Regions from separate parts of the Oryctolagus cuniculus genome. Here region 1 is linked to region 2. Evidence: chromatin contacts called from public Micro-C data. All regions are on one chromosome and are shown on one strand. The core of a region is the stretch at or near the end of the contact, and the rest is flanking DNA. Distances in the headings are between cores, read along the strand shown.

What was found. A called contact is a pair of places that touch in the nucleus more often than the background predicts.
Region 1: a contact with region 2 is called in a Micro-C map of ear pinna, with 4 times the contacts expected there. The contact joins the promoter of SCAI here to the promoter of GOLGA1 in region 2. A contact is called at or near these places in 3 of 6 Hi-C or Micro-C datasets (ear pinna, psoas muscle and an unstated tissue).

What each region holds. Positions count from the first base shown.
Region 1 is chr1:228,962,824-228,966,099 of mOryCun1.1, forward strand. SCAI (suppressor of cancer cell invasion) reads right to left here and starts at 1,556. Exons shown (of 16, transcript XM_070056861.1): 1 at 1,361-1,556; 2 at 758-802. The coding sequence starts at 1,413.
Region 2 is chr1:228,795,392-228,798,678 of mOryCun1.1, forward strand. It overlaps GOLGA1 (golgin A1), which reads right to left and starts at 1,464. Exons shown (of 23, transcript XM_070056814.1): 1 at 1,328-1,464; 2 at 494-577. It overlaps SCAI (suppressor of cancer cell invasion), which reads right to left. Exons shown (of 16, transcript XM_070056861.1): 16 at 2,413-3,287.

The DNA.
Region 1 (3,276 bases), core at 306-2,805, 170 kb after region 2:
GGATTCAAACCCTGGTTCTAACATGTATTAAATGTGTGATCTTGGCCAAATACTGACATCTTAGGCCTCAGTCCCTGGGTGACACAATACACTGCACACTCGCAATGCTTTGAGGATTACAGGAAGTACATATAATGACTTGCACATAGTATCTGGCACATAAACACCAGCTTTTCAAACATGATGGAGAAGTGGAAAATTTTTTCAGAATACGCTATATGATATATGATCTTGGCTTTTTAATTTTTTTTCATTTTTATTTAGGCAGAAGGCTGGGAGAAAGAGAGATCATTCCAATGCCTGCAACAGCCAGAGCTGGGCCAGGACAAAGCCCTTAAGTCTGGGTCTCTCACATGGGTGCCGAGGACACACACTCTGTAGCCATCCCCCGCTGCCTCCCAGGCTGTGCAATCGCAGGTGGCTGGAGCGGAAGCAGAACCAGGACTCAAACCCATGCACTCTGACAAGGGGGTGTGGATGTCTTCACTGTATGCCAAACACCTGTCCCAGAAGTTGAAATTATGACTAAAGTAAAAAAAATAAATAAAAATAGGATTTCTCAATTCTCCATGTTTCCCACCTTATTCTAGGCAGGAAAAAAAAGTGTAGAGGCAGCAATTTTAAGTCCTCAAAAGAAAAACCTTGCGGGCCAAATAGAAAACTTCATCCACTGACTGTGCAAGCATGCAGGACGGCACAGGTGCGGCCAAGCGACCAGGGACACACGAAGCCACAGAGGAAGGCGCTCTCGCCTTACCTGCTTTTCCGTTTCCGAGGTGGTTTCTCCACTGTGCCAGTCAGTCTACAGAGCAAACAAATAAGACGGTAACTCCAACTCCCGTCCAAGAGCCGAGCTGGGCCCTGCACCCGCCGGGACCCGACCCGACGAACGCCCCGTCCCCCCAGCGCCCGCGCAGCCTCCGGGTCCGTCACCCCATCCCCAGCCTCTGTTCGTCACAGCCCAGCTCCCCCAAACCAGCCGCCTCCACCGCCTCATTGTCTGCCGCGTCACCCCCGCAATCCCCCCAGCCTCCGCTCTCCCGCGCCCACCCCCTCCCGCCCGTGCACGGCCCCTCCGGGCCCCGCCCCTCCAGGCCCCGCGCCCCCCGCATTCCACGGCCCCTCCGCGGGGCGCGCGCCCTGCCCTTCCCGGCCCCGCGCCACCAGCCGCAGCTCTCGGCGCCCGTTCCTCCGCACGCCCCTCGCCCGGCCTCCAGGATGCGATCGCCGCTCAGCCCGCGCCCCCGGCCCTCGGCGCCCCCAGCCCTCCGGTGTCGGCGCCCCGAGTCGCTGCCCCTGGGCCCGCGCCCTCGCCCCCGCCCGATCCCCAACCCCGGCCTCCGCCCGGCTCCCGCCCCACCTTGGGGCCAGGCGACTCCGCGGCTGCTGGGGCTGCCGGGCTCCTCTGACCATCCGGCTCCGGCTCCGCCGCGGGAGATGCTCCGGCGGCCGCAGGGCTCGCTCGGCAAGCTGAGGCGGCGGAGGCTGGAGTAGGCGGAGAGGCGGGAGGAGGGCCTCGCGCCTCTGCCAGACTTGCCGCAGGGCCCGCCTCCTCCGCGCCTCTCCTCGGCTCCCATTGGCTGGGGCTTTAGTGTGGCCGAAAGCCTCGCAGCCGATTGGGCGCTAGAGCTGTCACATTCCGCGCCGCCTACCCACAGGTTTGGTTGAGACTGCAGGTGGCAGCAGAGGTGCCTTAGAGGCTGCTAGCGGGACCGGAGAAGACCTGAGCGCCACCGTGCGCCGGAAAGTAGGATCTGCAAGTCTGGCGCAAAACACCTGCCCGCAGGTTCTTTGGGGGGCTCTGCGTCATTCATCCCACACACCTGCTAGCGCCTCCCACCTCTGCACCACGCCAGGACCAAAAGTCAAGCAATGCAGTTTCCAAAAATTCCTCTGACAGGTGCGACAGTGAGGCACTTCTCCCAAACGAGCTTTCTTTTTGAACCACCTCAAATGCGGTCTCTTGTCTCTACAGCTTGCTGAAATGGTCTCGCAGCTCACAGCTAACCCTCATAGAAGATTCAGACATAAAGCTGTAAGAATCCACCAAAATAAAGCAGTTTGGATGCTCAGTCCTCCGCAGGAGAGATCCCCAGTTTGGGTGCAGGCTTTGAAGAATGCAAGATTTTTTTTTTTTTTAAATCATCATGAATTAAAAATCAACACTGCAAACAGAATTGATGCCATAATTAAAAGCAACATGTCTCATTTTGGAAGGCCAAAACAAAATTGATGCCTGGGTGTGTGCTAACCATCCTGTGACACTACAGATAATGGTTAAGTTCTAGTTAATTTTAAAATAAATTTCATGCAAAATTACCAATACATAAGCACAGTACTAGCTACCTTTTTCTACTTTAACAAGGCTAGCCTTGTAAGTATAAGGCACAGCTAAGATATCAGCAAATTCTCTAAGGTGGTGAAGCCTCTCAACAGCCCTATTCCTGAATACGGTTTTTCATTGGTAGGTTCTCATCATCTATTTGGGTCTGGGAGGCAGCCTGAGTTTCTCCTAAGACATTACCATTAGAAAATATTTTTTCTGATGTGAATGCCTAGAATACACATCAACAGCCAAGGGATAAATCTTTCATATATCCATAAATGGCAAAAAATTAGGATATTTTTCCACAAAAAGGCTGCCCTTTATTTGAGATGGTTATTTTTGTGTCTGATAGTAACATGGCCTTCCTCTTACAAATACTGATGGCAAACTGTGCTGGGACCACTTACACAGCTTTGATAAGGAAAAATGTTGCTGAATCTCCATTGGTCCCCCAAATTAATTTTATGACACTGTTTGCTTCAACCCCCACCCCAAACAAGTGTTTCTACCTATATTATCAAGCCACAGAGAGAGAAGTCCAGGATAATTTGTCAACCAATGGGGAGGCTCGTAAGATATTAAAATTCTCTGCCTGCTCTTCAACATCTTCTGTCATTGGCCAACTCTCCGAAGCTATTCGTCCTCCCACTGAATACCCTCAAGTGTTATCCTCGTGATGTGTCCAAGTTCTGGTAACCTCTGCTTCTGTGTTCTTACTCTGTAAGATACATACAACCCATTATTCCAGCCCATATTAAATTTACACTCCCTCTTTTTAATCCTCCCCAGTTATCCCATCTCCCATTTAACATTTCCTTCCACAATGAATTGTAATTTAAAAAGCTGCAAGACGGACAGCTGCTTGGCAAGTTGAAGATGCCAATTGGGACTACACTCCATATCAGAGTGCGTAGGTATGAGTCCTGCCTCTGCTTCTAACTCCACCGTCC
Region 2 (3,287 bases), core at 214-2,713:
CATCATATAAGCATGACTGAACGCTTCTGAATCCTTCCTGTAATAATAAGCTTAACTAGCGTGTGTGTGTGTGTGTGTGTTTTTTTTAAGATGAAGGCAGAAAACATATGTAACTCAGTAAGAGGAAAAGATGTAACATTTTATGTTCCCTGTGGTCTGCAGAAAGCTCATCACTTAAAAAAAAAAAAACCAAGCAAGCCAGAAGATTCTACTATGATCATTCTTAAACTGTTCCTGGAAATGTGTGGTTTGAGTCTGAAAAAATGACCTCAAATCACAGTTTTCCTTCTCAGTGTTTCACATGATATCCAAGCACCTTTTCCTTCCAACACGGTCTGAAGCATGGCTGTTCTGGGTCCAGCCTTAACTTTCCACGGCCTGTGGACGCTGTTCAAGCTCTGCTCTAAGACCTACAAATGACTCTTACCGCCTGGGATCACCTGTGAAACCCCTACAGTTCATCGGAAGCTCTCCCTGCAATGTCCTTACTCACCCGGTTAAGACGGCCGGCAGGTCAAAGCTCTCACGAAGACCAAGATGAAACACGTTGGGTATGTTTCAAGTACAAAGCCAGAATCTTGGGGGGCGGTGGTGGGAGATGAGTGCAAGGGAAGAATTAAGTCGGGGAGGGAAAACCTGTCACTGCCCGACTCCAGGCGGGCTCCCCTCGCTCACGCTGGTCTCCTACAGTCTGGAATCTCCCTAGAGCTGGAGTCGCTCAACGCAGTCAGTGTCTAAATTCACTTCTAGGCAGCCCTGAGCCAAACTGCAACGCGAGTTCCGGTTTTCCAGAGCCGGCTTAGCTCTCAGCTGATTCTGGCCCTCACACACTGTTTACCTGGCCAGACCCTGGGCTGTCTGGTCACGGACGCCTAAGACAGTCGCTGAGAGGAAGGACGGCAAAGTTAGGTTTAAAAAAAAAATTTTTTTTTTAAAAGAAAGAAGATGCTGACGCCCAGGATGGCGGGCAGGGCGCTGCCAGGCAGTTGGGAGCCCACTCCCTCAGCCCCCGCCAGCCCCGCCGGTGCTCCCACTGCCAGGGCTAGCAGCCGACGTCTCTCTCATCTGGAAGCAGGGAAACTGAAGCCCACTGGCGAGGAGGGACGTGTCCAAGGTCGCGCAGGGAGGAATCTCAGGACCCGAGGCGCCAGCCCCCCAGGCCGGGGCAGCCCGCCTCCGCCCCCATCCTCGCCCTCCCAGTCCCCAGGTACCGCCCCCCGCCTAGGGTCTCGGGCAACCCCGTCCGGGGCGCTTGGGGACAGACCGAGGACACCGGGAGAATGGGGGCGAGGGGCGGCTCCAATCCCCGGAGCTTCGGGTCGCGCACCTGCCGCTCTGTGGGCACCCGGCAGAGCACCGCCTCCGGGGCCTCTCGCGAGCGCCGACCAGCGTCACCAGCCCCCACCGCCAGCCGCGGAGCCGGAGCAGCGACCCGGAACCGCACGTCCCCCGGCGCGCCGGAAGTGGCTGCGCGCGGGGCTGGGCCGCCGCGCGCATGCGCCCGCGTGCCCTCCGCGGCGCGCGCGCGAGCTCTGGGGCGGCGGTTGGGCCGGAACGCCTGGAGGGCGCGGGCGCCGGGCCTGGCGCTCCCTCAGGCGGACTCGCCACGTCAGCGGCCGGCCAGCCCCGTGGGTGACAAATGCGTCGTTTCACCTGTCTTTGTGAACGGGGTTGGTGTAGAGTCGAGGAAGTGGGAGGAGCCTCGTGGCAAAGGGAAGACCCGCTGTGTGCCGCGGGCTGGATGGAAACCCCGGGCCATGGCCGCCTGGCGCCAGCCCCGCCGCGCGCCGCGCAGCTGCCTGGTCACTGTGTCTGGGTGATCCCGGGAACCCTGGGGCTGCAGAGACTAGTTCTGGGATCTTGGCGATGTGAGTGGCGTTTCAACTTTTGTTGTCTGTGCCTTAACTGTAGGTGCTACCTTTTCCATCGCAACCCAGCACACGTGTAAACGGCACCTGGGAGAAGCTTCCAGAACTCTGCCCTTGTTCTGAAAGTACTCGGATCTGGTTGGCGTTTGAAAAATCCGCTGGGGGCAGCCCGCTGTATTAATCTCAGTATCCACTACTGATGGGCCGCCTCCTTTTAACACGTGAGGAAAGTCTAAAGGGTGCAAGTGCCTTGTGCGTGGCCACAGTGCCCATCAGTATCCTAGGTCAGGTGTCGAATCCTGCCCCAGCCCCACCGCCAGCCAGTGCACCTGATTCTTCCAGTCTGACCACCAGGAGAAAGGCGGGGGTGGGGTGGGGGTGGGGGTGTGTGAAGCCCAGGGCTCTAAAGAGATATACCAGCTAGAGTAAGAAGCCTCGAATCTGCAAACCCCAAACAGTTGGCAGCATCTGGGGTGCCAGCTGAAGGAGGCAAACCCTAACAGCTTACCTCTTAAACCGTCAGCAGTTCTGAAGTACCAAAAAGTTTAAGCAAATAATGTTTATTTTTATATTGATGATACACTTAATATATATGTGGATCAAGATACAAAATTCATTTACAAGAGTTCACACCTGATGTATGCAGTCACATTCCTAGAGAACATTTATCAATGCAAAAATTGCTTTAATATACTGACAACAAAAATCGAATACTCTGTAATCTTATTATTCATAAACATCAAAACAATAGTGTTTAACTTTCCATCCGCTAGTATTTTAGTGCCCTAAGGTGGTGGGCACCGTATAACAGAAGAAAATACTAGAAAGCCCACTGAATCCGCTCTGCAGAATCACAGTGTTTACTCAGTGAAGTAGTGAAAGGCTTGCTATCTTTTATGACAAATCACGTATCATACAAGAGTCAAGTGTGATGAGCTCAAGAAAATAAAATCTCGCGAGAACTTTTCAATTTCTAAAACCTATGAAGTATTAACCGTAACAGACAATGCAGAAAAAGGCTGCTGGAAAGGAACAAAACAAAACAATCCCTATTTAAGAGAATGTATGGCTTAAGCGATTTAGAAACAACAGACAAGAACGTTTACAATACCACAAATGTTCAAGGCAATTGATATTGACAGTATTGACTTTCCCCCTTAGTCACTGGTAGTAAATAACGCCTTCAGAATTTATTCTGGTAACATAAAAACATCCAAACGGTTTGCTGTCTTAAGAAGAGCTGAGCTAATGAATTTGGTTCTAAAATTATCACCCACAATATCCACATTTCAATACAAATGAACAACAAAGACTAGGTCTCAAGGATTACACTGATTTGTGAACATCTAGAGAGGCAACCAAATAGCTTCGTTATCGGCATGACAGATTAGCAGCACTTGGATAAGTGTGACATGGACA